Regions from separate parts of the Zea mays genome. Here region 1 is linked to region 2. A link is a contact called in public Hi-C data. All regions are on one chromosome and are shown on one strand. Each heading gives the region's core, a stretch centred on a gene start, on an enhancer-like site or on the middle of the called end of the contact. The rest is flanking DNA. Distances are from core to core; before and after follow the strand shown. Region 1 overlaps LOC100280503. Region 2 holds the start of LOC100192856 (SAM domain protein).

Region 1 (6,266 bases), core at 3,672-6,171, 460 kb after region 2:
CTCCAGCTTCGGCATTTCCCACTCTTTTAGAGTAGGGAAAACTCTGAATGCCAAGAATTCCTGAACTAGATCCCTGGTGCCAATATGTTTTGAGATAATTTCAAATTCACCCAGAGCAGCCCAGGTGGGACCTTTTAGGTCGCCAATGCGGCATTGTGGCCTTGTCTCTCCGAAGATTAACTCCAGAGGGCTTTGTACCAATTTTTCTTTGTCTTCATCGACTTTTACATAAAACCACTCAGATTTCCAACCTGCTGGCCATTTGCTTCGGTAGCTGATGACAGGACACTTTGTTGTCTTCCGGTAGGCAAAATTATAGCAACCGAAATTATCATGTAGCCCATCTTTTCTGGCCTTTGTTTGGTAATGTAATTCGTGAGCTCGGCAGAAGCTGTCAGCAAATGGTTCCACAGCTTGGCTTCGGAGGGCCCAGATATAAACATTGAGCCTAACGATGGCGTTAGGAGTCAATTGATGAAAGTAGATACCAAACCTCCTTAGTATCTCCGCAACAATATCGTGGAGAGGGAATCTAAGCCCAGCTTTCAAAAAACTCTTGAAAATAACAATCTCATCCTTCCTTGGCTTCGGGGTGGTTTCTTCTTCCCCGAAGCGGAGTAGCTTCTTCTGGTCCTCATTGAAATAACCTGCTTTCACCATCTTCGAAAGGTCAGCTTTTGAAACAGTTGATTTCCCAAAATCCAGGTGACTGGGCTTGCTGGGCGTAGCAAGGTGATAGTCATCTTCGGAGTCAGTCCCTTCAATGTTTTCTTCTCCTTCGGCAGTTGTTGGGCCTGCTTCAGCAGCAGGCATTTCTTCTGTAGTCAGTAGACCGGAACGCTGCATTGCTTCGGAGATGGGCATAGTGTCTGAACCTTCGGCTTCGTCTCCCTCATGTACAACTTTGGCAGTAGATCGTATTCTCGCCATTTGATTCTAAGTTTGGGAAGTCAAAAACTTTTTACTTTTTTCTTTTCTCCGAAACTCTTCTTTCTGACGAAGCGGACGTTGAGAAGCACCTTCGTTCGATTTTAGGGACTTAAGCTTCGGCTATGATGGAAAATTTCGGCAGCAAAACAGTGCAAATAGCAATGAATGCTGTGGTAACTTCACAACTACTTGTCAGTTTATATAGTGCTGCAGGTAAGAAGGCGAAGCGGCGGAATTGTTACACCAGGCGCGCAGTAACTTGTACCCGCTGCGCAGTGGACCGCAAGGATCAAACAGTAACTCTGCAAGGTGGGACCGACACGCGCTCGGAAGTCGGATCGTTTCTCCGCAACGAGCTCAGGGAAGGTGTTTTTTGGACCTTCGGCTTCCCGAAGCTGAAGAGGCTTTTTTCACGGGTCAAGCTCGTTACGAAGAACGATCTAGCACCGCGAAAGGGGCTACTGTTGGGGTCGTGCTTCGGTGCGCCGAAGGTCTCACACGAAGAAGCAGCTTCGGCTGGAGTCGTCTCCAAGAGATGGCCGAAGGTCCCTTTTCATGGAGCTTCGGCGTTTTAAACCGACATAGAGATAGAATGACCTTTTTATACATATAGGTCTGAGTCAATGATGTAAACTTTCGCAAGGGGCATAATTGTAATTTGTCACAGGCTGCGACCTGTGCCTATAAATAGATGAACAGTACCTCTGTACTGTTCACGGGAACCTGTCATTTGCTTTCGCATCACGCTTGTACTTTTGCCTTCCGCAGGACCGAAGGTACATTTGTAATTCAAAGTCATTTATATTCATTAATACAAGTAGAGATAATTCTATGACAATATTTAAATGTTTATTTCATATTCTATGATTTATGTGAATGCTTCATTCTTCGTTGTCATGCTTACGAAGGTATGTCCTTCGTAACCTTCGTCCGAGATGCTTTATATCCCGAAGGGATATATCGTTATGGAGGACGAAGGACCTTTACACTTAACATTTTTTGTGTTGCCTTGTTCTTAATTCTTAGCATTTGAGAACAAGTCCCCAACAATAAAGTTCCATCGAAGTACGTTGCACTCATTAAGGACGTTTACAACAATGTCATGACTAATGTTTGAACAGGTGATGCTGTCACATATAACTTCCTGATTAGAATATGGCTACATCAAGGGTCGCCTTTGAGCCCCTGTCTTTTTGCATTGGTGATGGATGAGGTCACAAGAGACATACAAGCAGACAATGTAGCTTCAGGCGGGAGTAAATAGGGGTTCGAGCCCCAGCCTCTTCATATTATGCGGGTAAGGCTTGACGCTTAAAGATACCCTTCCCCAGACCCCGCACAGTGCAGGAAGTCTACGACACTGGGTACGCCCTTTTTTTGCGTGAGACTCTAGAGTTCAAAGGTTTTAGACTTTGTAGAACTAAACCGAATATATGAGATGTGACTTCAACACTACTACTCAAGAGGAAGCAAATGTTAGTTTGGAAGTTCAAGTAGTGCCCAGGAAGGATACCTTTTGGTATTTAGGATCAATGACACCAAGACACGGGGATACTGATGAAGATGTTAGCCATATAATCAAAGCATGGTAGATACAGTGACGTCAAGCATTTGTTGTTGGTGTTCTATGTTACAAGAGGGTACCACAAAAGCTAAAAGGGAAGTTTCATACGACGACGATTAGACATGTTATGTTGCATAATATTGGTCTACAAAAAGATGACATGTTCAGTAGATAAGTGTGGTGGTGTTGGGGGCCTATATTATCGAAGATCCTAAAAAAACCCTCATCACCAAATTGAGAAGGTGTGTTTCAGGTACAATACAAACAACCAGCAGAGCTAACCTTTGTCAGAAGCAGCTCGCGAGTCAAAAAGGAGAAGGCGTGAAACTTCGTCTGTGCATAGGTGTTGCAAAGGTGTGTACTGAAGCAGGAAGCTCATAGTTGTTAAGGCGGTAAGGCGAGGTAAGGAGAGTGAACCCCTTTTTACCTTTTAAGCAGTAAAGCGTAAGGCGAGGCGACTCCTTAAATATGTTTAAAAATAAGAAAAATATTGATATTTAAGAAAGTGTTTAAGACAAAATTATTAGCAGAGAAGAGAAAAAAGAAAAAGAATAACCTAGCCAGTCAAAACCGACCCACCTGGCCCATTAAAGTTAGGTTAAGCCCACTTATTCATCCCCTCCCAACCCTCTCCCCATCTCTTCTCCCAGTCGACAGCCGCGTAGGTCCCTCTCTCTTCAGCACCAGCCGCACAACTCCCTCTCTCCCCTCTCCCCTCTCCCAGCGCTCTCTCCCTCTCTCCCCACCTCTCCCTGTCTCTCTCCTAGCCGTCGCCGTCGTGTCACCCTTCGCCCTATCGCCGCGTTGCCTTCTGCAACAGTCGTCGCACCGCCCTCTGCAGTCGCCGCGCTGCCACTTCCACCCATCTTAGGCTCTAAACCAAGGCGAGGAGGACGCCTTATGTCCCCGGCCCGCCTTACCGCCTAGGCGACGCTCAAGCGTCTTCGGTTTCGAAGGTCTTGGTGCACGAAGCAAAGGAGATGACTCGAAGGACTTTTTCAGCACAAAAAGAGAAGGATGGGAAGAGACAGTAAAAGGAGACTTCAAAGGATGGAATGTACTCAAATTTAGCCTTGAATGAGAGCGCATGGAAAACGGCCATCATGTGTCTGAACTTTGACTTGTGGTTTGTGTTTGGGTTTCAACTCTAGTCTACCCCAACTTGCTTGGGACTAAAAGGCTTTGTTGTTGCAGTTAGACAGTACTATCTGCACATGAAAAAAATGTTAAACTGGTGCAACACCATATTGGATATGTATAGGCCTATTTATGGTGATAGATCACACTGATCTAATGAGCAAGCTCTATCTGGGTGCATAGAATCATGGTCGAAAGGCGTTTTCAAGATTACCTGACTGATAAACCAAAAACATTGACCAAGTTAAAAAGAAGTGCATTCATGCCAAACTAATGTTTCACCTAGTTTATATGAGTTGCATCAGTTATTTTACGACAAGCATTTTTATTTTTCCCAGATGGATATTTCTGCCTCAGTGGTTTAGAAAATTTTCCCATGACAGCAAGCGTTCTTTGTAATATTAATTCCACAAGCACTGTGTAATTTGTATTCACAATAATGCTATTTTACGCAGGCTGTACTGAAGATCATCAAGCACTGTGAGGAGTTTGCGCCAGCTTTAGTTACAGGTCAATTGCTTGGTTTGGATGTTGGTAGTGTTCTGGAAGTGACCAACTGTTTTCCGTTCCCTGTGAGTCCTTGTTCCTTAACATTCTAAGCAGCTCAATACTGAATATGCAGTTTTCTGCTATGAAGGTCTCGCAGGCTAGTTGTTCTTTCACATTTTATAGGCTAATGGCTACCTTACTATTTTTTTTACTGAAGATCAGGGAAGAGGATGATGAAGCAGATGCAGATGGTGCCAATTATCAGCTTGAGATGATGAGGTGTTTGAGGGAAGTTAATGTTGACAACAATACTATTGGATGGTAAGCTAAGCTAATTTCATTCAGTTGATTTAGAAAGTCAGTGGTGGCTCGAGTTTTTTTTTACTTGCACATTGACACAAAATCCATCAACTTGGTTACTTGTGGATTATATATTCAATGATCTTGGACAAGCAAATAGTAACTCTTGAGTATGTATGACTGATATGTTCACAATTGACCTTAGTTTTCTTGGCCTTAAGTGTCTTTTCATATCACTTTAATTTTACTATGTTTTTATGTTATTTTTATTATGCAGCGGAACAATATAGGCATGTACGAAGTAGTTTTAAATGAAATTGTGAGATACATTTTCTGTTATGTGGTACAGAGAACTGGTTGATAATATTTTTGATATTTTATCCTGCTGAAACTAACAATTTTGAAAATTCACGTGCTAAAATGACTTCACAGATTTATTATCCTACATAAAGGACTGTTGACCAAAATTGTTGGAACCTTGTATTTGGTAATATTTGTAGGACGGAGAAATTGTGTATACTGCATGGGATGGTGGGATGTATTGCATTGAGCCTTTGGGGTAAATATATAGGAGTACATGGTTTGGAGATAAGGAAGGTTATCTGGAATTGCAATCAATCCAATCAATCCTAAACCAACCATATCAAGAGTTGCCTAATATACTCTTAACACCCCCTGCAGTCGTAGCGTTAGCAACACGAACGGACAGACTGAAGAACAATGGAGATATCCTCCACAGTCGAAACGTCGGTGTGAATGCTTCGACTAGAGTAGCCCATGCAGAGGATAGCCCCTTAGTGCCGAAGTAGTCAAGGTCAAGGTGGACGTGATTGAAGCCGCAGAGGAGCGCGCTGATCGGAAGCGTCAATGATGGCGCGCGAGTGCACAAAATCAGCAGCTTCTTACCAGGCATGTTCAACAGTACGTTGAACTGGCTGGATGGCGATGGAGACGGTGCAACTAAAGAACGCAACTTGTCTTCCTTCAGCAACATCGGCGGTAGTGTCCGAACTCTTTAACTACCACAAGTGATCAAAAGCATGACGTTGTTACTGCTTTTTTTCTCTCGAAAACGCAGGAGAACTGCGCCTCATATATTAAGAAGAAAGAAGAAAGAGGTCTGGAAAGACCAAATACAAGGGACTCCTCACAGAGGCCAGCAACACATAAAACTGAAACAATCCATCAGACACACACACAACCACTAGAAGCCGCTAAACCTCAGAAAGGAGGGCAGCAAGGTAGGAAAGCCCTTTAGCCCCTGCCACTTCCCAGAACAATCTCTCTTCCCCTGCTAACCGAAGGGATAAGGCCGAACTTGGAGTCCAACCATCAAAAACACATCTGTTCCGAAGTTTCCAAATTGTCCAGGCCCCTAAGGCAATTAAGGAGTTGAGTCCTTTTCCAGGCAAACCAAGCACGACTCCTGAGATTTGCTCCCACCAGCTCATGAAGGAAAGTAGGCCTGGCTATGGAGCCAGGCTTTCTAACCCAAAAGGTCTCAGAAGGTGAAACCAAAAGCCTCTTGTAAACACACAAGAGACAAGGAGATGGTCCAGGGTTTCTGCTTCCTGATCACATAACAAGCATCTTGTTGGGTGATCCAACCCTCTCTTCGCTAGTCTGTCCGCAGTCCAACATCTCCTGTGGGCGACAAGCCAGAGGAAGAAGCGACACTTTGGGGGGGGGCAAGTTTTCCACACCAACGGATAATGGCCAAAAACTGTTGAACCTTCGAAGAGGCCAAAAACGTTGTTACTGCTTGCGCAAGATTTTATAAGCTTTACATTTTGTTTTGTATTACTATAGTGGGATGGCTTTTAGTGGCAATTATTTCTCTCTGTAC
Region 2 (5,905 bases), core at 1,172-3,671:
TTGGAAGCTTGAATTTGTTGACAGTTAAAATGAGTAATGGAGGAAATAGGATTTACTAACATTAGCAAAATTGCTAATTCTTATGTTATAAGCATCAGCAATAAACTCCAAACTAAACATCATACACAGCACAAACACTGTCATCCTCAAGGGAGCCACAGTTCCTCCCCCCCTCAGACAACAATCTCTACTAAATAAAGCACCAGTTTCTACGGTTCCATTGTCATCACTTTTGCAAAAATCTCCTTATATTTCTTTGTAATCAATTCATCAGTTTCCATTGTTCCAGCTTTATGAAAAAGGTAAAATTGTGCACAAGTTAGAGTTCAAACCTTGGTTGTTGCCTCTATATTCACACTCACCTAACCAACCGAACATGAGAACACACATATAAACAAAATCTAACTATGTGTCGGGTACCGTAATTAGGGGTACCCCCAATACTCATTAACATGGCTGGAAAACATCCTCAAAACAAACTGTAAAGACTGGCAAGAACAGCTCAAAGTAAAAGCCTCGTCTACCAAGGGACGTGATCTCATCCGAGCCCAGCCTCGGGCAAGAACAGTAGTCCCGGACGGATTCACGCCTCGCCTGAGGGCCTCCTCAGGCAGTGGGCGCACCCTCGGCTCGCCCGAAGCCAAGCTCGGGCAAACTTTGTCGTGCAGCGACCTCGGCTAAATCGCCTTACCAACCGACCGTATCGCATGCGCATTTAATGCGGGGATCGCCTGACACCTTATCCTGACACGCGCGCCTCAGTCGGCAAGGTCGAAGTGACCGCAGTCACTTCGCCCCTTTATTGATCGTTCTGACAGGAAAACAGCACTATTCACCCTGTTCCGACTACTGTGCCAACCACCAGGGTAAAACTAACGACAGTAAGTCACGACCTCCCCCGAGTTCAGCCTCGGGCGCAACAGAGAGCTCCGCCTCGCCCGATCTCAGGCCTCGGGAGAAGGTCTCCGCCTCGCCCGACCCCAGGCCTCGGCCGGGGCCCCGGCCTCGGGAGAAGGTCTCTGCCTCGCCCGACCTCAGGCCTCGGCCTTAGCCTCGGCCTCGGGAGGAGTCACATCCTCGCCCGACCTCAGCCTCGGCCTCAGGAGAAGTTTCCGCCTCGCCCGACCTCGGCCTCGGACCGACTACGCCACTGGGGATACATCATTACCCTACCCCTAGCTAGTTGCCTCAGGCTACGAAGGAACAAGACCGGTGTCCCATCTAGATTACTCCGGTAACAGGTAATGATGGTTCCCTGCGTGCGTCCATGACGTCGGTTGTTCTCAACTCTCTACGAAAGCAAAGAAACGTCAGCAGGACCCCGGGCCGCAACGCCAGCTGCGCTTCTACAGGGCTCAAGTACTTCTCCGCCGGCCACGTTAGCACATAGCTACACACCCATTGTACAACTGGATCATCTCCTTGTATCTATAAAAGGGGATGTCCAGGGCCTTCTTAAAAAAAGGCGGGAGAGGAAGAGTGGGAGAGACGCGGAGGAGGCTAACTCAGACACCTCACCTTAAGGCCGAACCCTCTCCCTCTCTCTCTCGCGACGCTTGTAATCCCTACTACGAGCACCCCGGTGCAAGATAAAATAAGCCTCATCCTCCCTCTTGTGTTCCATCTTGCATCAACCCATCTGGGCAGGGACACGCAGCGACAAATTCACTAGTTGGTTGAGGGTCCTCGCAGGTCCGAAACGCCAACACTATGTGATATAGAAACAGTGGTGATACTAGTACAAGTAATGCACCACACAAATCTACTCCACCACCTTAATCAGAACATAAAACCTATAGAGACAGCACGTACACACGTTGAAGTTAGAACTGAGGAACCAAGCTTAAGGCACTGCCTTCTTCCGATAAACCAAAACCCGAGCCCTAACCTAATTTGTCTGCACCAGCAATTCTTAAGCACGGCAAGCGCACGAAAACGGATCCTTCACTCGATTACGGATGGACATGGCTATTCTGATGATTAAAGAATACAGGAAAAGCGCGCACAGCTGATCCAGGGCAGGACAAATTTTCCAATCTGTAGACAACTAGACATCCGCTGCCAAGCGATCAAGAAGGTGGAGCCGTAAAAGCGACGGTAGCGGAGAAATCAATAGCAGCGGCGGCGGCAGCGTGCACTTACCTCTTGGACACCGTGTGACGAACACGGCCGCCGGCGCCCGTGCCGGCGGGGAGGTCGCCGTCAAGGCGGTCGTGGATGGAGCGCTTGCGCCCGGTGGAGATCTGGTCCGAGTACATCTTTCCGTTGGAGAGAATAGGGACAGCCGCACAGGTCTAGGGTTTCGAGCTGGAGCGGGGACGCGGGACGGCGGGGTACAGGCGTCGAGCGGAGGAGATCGCGGGAGGGAGAAAAGGGATAGGAGATATTTGCGAAAATACACGAGCCAACCCCTCGCTTCACCGAAATATCCACGGAGCATATCTCTACTCTCTATTGTACTTAAAGCACTAGTTTCAACGTTCGTCGTGCGTCATTTTTTTATAAAAAGACCCCTCGGTTTTACATGAATCAACCCGCAGTCCCTCCCTTCCCATTCGTCCCATCCGGTGATCAGTTTACAAATTGGGATCCCTTTATCCTGTCACCTTCGCCAACCCTAACCTAGCCTCCTTCCGCGGATCCAACCTTTGCACACCCGCCGCCACTAGAGAGCCATATCTCCCCAACGTTGCGGTCGCCGGCTCGCCGCGCAGGCGGGGGCAAGGGACGAGGATCCCGCGGCTCCCTGCTATATCCGGAACGGCCATGGATGTGGCGGCGGCTGTCGCAGGGAAGCCATTGACGTCAAACTCCGCTCGCCCACCGCGAGCCCGACTCCAAATGTGGCGAGCGGGTCCACTTCTGGGCCGCTACTGTCATCCTCCTTGTCGATGGCACACTCATCTTCAGTCGCAGCCACCTACGTCCTCCTTCCATCATCGAGCGACACCTCAAGTATCTCTCTCTTCGTCATCCCTTCTCCCTTTTATTCGAGAGGGGACGATCCCGACGACGAGGATGAGCTTATGCGTGATGAGGCAGAAGAGCACTCTAGGATGACGCCGACCGTCAGCTCCGGCGCTGTCACCTGCTCCTGTCACGGGGGCACTGCCTTATGTGCGGGCCAACAACAACCTCCCGTGTCGAATCATCAAGGTCTGCCTCGCGATCTGGTTGCCCTTCCTCACTCTCCCAAAATCTATCACATTCCCATTCTGCTCCGTGGAATCGGATATTGTGTCTGTTGGCCTATGCTGATGAGTAATCTATTTCAGTTTTGGATATGTGCAAGACACACTGGTTGCTCAGCGAACCAGGTGCCTAGCTCTCTTGGAATTTTGGTGTAATTCGAAGTTTGCTGCTACTGTATTAGTCTCAGTTCTCTATTGTTTGATTCCGCTTTTCTTCTCACATGTGCAACACCAGGGATAAGTGTGTCTCCGTCGGAGGAGAACAGGCGGTACTTCAATGTCATAATCCTTGTCCATGCGCATTCACTTTGCAGTCAATTCTCTACTATAATTAAAGCACCAGTTTCAACGGTCGTCGTGCGTCATTTTTTTATAAAAAGACCCCTCGGTTTTACATGAATCAACCCGCAGTCCCTCCCTTCCCATTCGTCCCATCCGGTGATCAGTTTACAAATTGGGATCCCTTTATCCTATCACCTTCGCCAACCCTAACCTAGCCTCCTTCCGCGGATCCAACCTTTGCACACCCGCCGCCACTAGAGAGCCATATCTCCCCAACGTTGCGGTCGCCGGCTCGCCGCGCAGGCGGGGGCAAGGGACGAGGATCCCGCGGCTCCCTGCTATATCCGGAACGGCCATGGATGTGGCGGCGGCTGTCGCAGGGAAGCCATTGACGTCAAACTCCGCTCGCCCACCGCGAGCCTGACTCCAAATGTGGCGAGCGGGTCCACTTCTGGGCCGCTATTGTCATCCTCCTTGTCGATGGCACACTCATCTTCAGCCACAACCACCTACGCCCTCCTTCCATCATTGAGCGACACCTCAAGTATCTCTCTCTTCGTCATCCCTTCTCCCTTTTATTCGAGAGGGGACGATCCCGACGACGAGGATGAGCTTATGCGTGATGAGGCAGAAGAGCACCCTAGGATGAGGCCGACCGTCAGCTCCGGCGCTGTCACCTGCTCCTGTCATGGGGGCACTGCCTTATGTGCGGGCCAACAACAACCTCCCGTGTCGAATCATCAAGGTCTGCCTCGCGATCTGGTCGCCCTTCCTCACTCTCCCCAAATCTATCACATTCCTATTCTGCTCCGTGGAATCAGATATTGTGTCTGTTGGCCTATGCTGGTCTGCCTCGCGATCTGGTCGCCCTTCCTCACTCTCCCCAAATCTATCACATTCCTATTCTGCTCCGTGGAATCGGATATTGTGTCTGTTGGCCTATGCTGATGAGTAATCTATTTCAGTTTTGGATATGTGCAAGACACACTGGTTGCTCAGCGAACCAGGTGCCTAACTCTCTTGGAATTTTGGTGTAATTCGAAGTTTGCTGCTACTGTATTAGTCTCAGTTCTCTATTGTTTGATTCTGCTTTTCTTCTCACGCGTGCAACACCAGGGATAAGTGTGTCTCCGTTGGAGGAGAACACGCGGTACTTCAATGTCATAATCCTTGTCCATGCGCATTCACTTTGCAGTCAATTCTCTACTATACTTAAAGCACCAGTTTTAACGGTTGTCGTGCGTCATTTTTTTTTATAAAAAGACCCCTCGGTTTTACATGAATCAACCCGCAGTCCCTCCCTTCCCATTCGTCCCATCCGGTGATCAGTTTACAAATTGGGATCCCTTTATCATGTCACCTTCGCCAACCCTAACCTAGCCTCCTTCCGCGGATCCAACCTTTGCACACCCGCCGCCACTAGAGAGCCATATCTCCCCAACGTTGCGGTCGCCGGCTCCCCGCGCAGGCGGGGGCAAGGGACGAGGATCCCGCGGCTCCCTGCTATATCCGGAACGGCCATGGATGTGGCGGCGGTTGTCGCAGGGAAGCCATTGACGTCAAAATCCGCTCGCCCACCGCGAGCCTGACTCCAAATGTGGCGAGCGGGTCCACTTCTGGGCCGCTACTGTCATCCTCTCTGTCGATGGCACACTCATCTTCAGCCGCAGCCACCTACGTCCTCCTTCCATCATTGAGCGACACCTCAAGTATCTCTCTCTTCGTCATCCCTTCTCCCTTTTATTCGAGAGGGGACGATCCCGACGACGAGGATGAGCTTATGTGTGATGAGGCAGAAGAGCACCCTAGGATGAGGCCGACCGTCAGCTCCGGCACTGTCACCTGCTCCTGTCATGGGGGCACTGCCTTATGTGCGGGCCAACAACAACCTCCCGTGTCGAATCGTCAAGGTCTGCCTCGCGATCTGGTCGCCCTTCCTCACTCTCCCCAAATCTATCACATTCCTATTCTGCTCCGTGGAATCAGATATTGTGTCTGTTGGCCTATGCTGATGAGTAATCTATTTCAGTTTTGGATATGTGCAAGACACACTGGTTGCTCAGCGAACCAGGTGCCTAGCTCTCTTGGAATTTTGGTGTAATTCGAAGTTTGCTGCTACTGTATTAGTCTCAGTTCTCTATTGTTTGATTCCGCTTTTCTTCTCACACGTGCAACACCAGGGATAAGTGTGTCTCCGTCGGAGGAGAACACGCGGTACTTCAATGTCATAATCCTTGTCCATGCGCATTCACTTTGTAGTCAATTCCTCATTTATGATTGGCTTCACATGACACTATTTTTGTATGGGTAGTCTTTGTGCTTCTGATGTTGTTTATGGAATTATTAATAGATATTTTTTACAGAAGGAAAAAAGCAAAGGTTAGGGCACTGGTACTATTTCAGAAGGTATATTTGGTTTGTGCAGCTTCATT

The links. Hi-C and Micro-C count contacts between places; a contact is called where the count stands out from the background.
Region 1: a Hi-C map of endosperm shows a contact between it and region 2, with 2.7 times the contacts expected there. The contact joins the enhancer-like site here to the promoter of LOC100192856 in region 2. A contact is called at or near these places in 2 of 25 Hi-C or Micro-C datasets (ear and endosperm).

Annotation. Positions count from the first base shown.
Region 1 is chr10:109,852,525-109,858,790 of Zm-B73-REFERENCE-NAM-5.0, forward strand. LOC100280503 reads left to right here. Exons shown (of 12, transcript NM_001153423.1): 3 at 4,087-4,203; 4 at 4,338-4,441. Among protein-coding and RNA genes, the nearest start is that of LOC100280503, 14 kb to the left of the region's middle. Within about 2 kb of position 4,922, at least 1 of the 20 cell types and tissues checked has an H3K27ac peak or open chromatin away from gene starts, as enhancers often do. A contact at or near this core is called in endosperm, where this site is marked.
Region 2 is chr10:109,398,044-109,403,948 of Zm-B73-REFERENCE-NAM-5.0, forward strand. It overlaps LOC100192856 (SAM domain protein), which reads right to left and starts at 2,422. Exons shown (of 6, transcript NM_001138045.1): 1 at 2,143-2,422. The coding sequence starts at 2,258.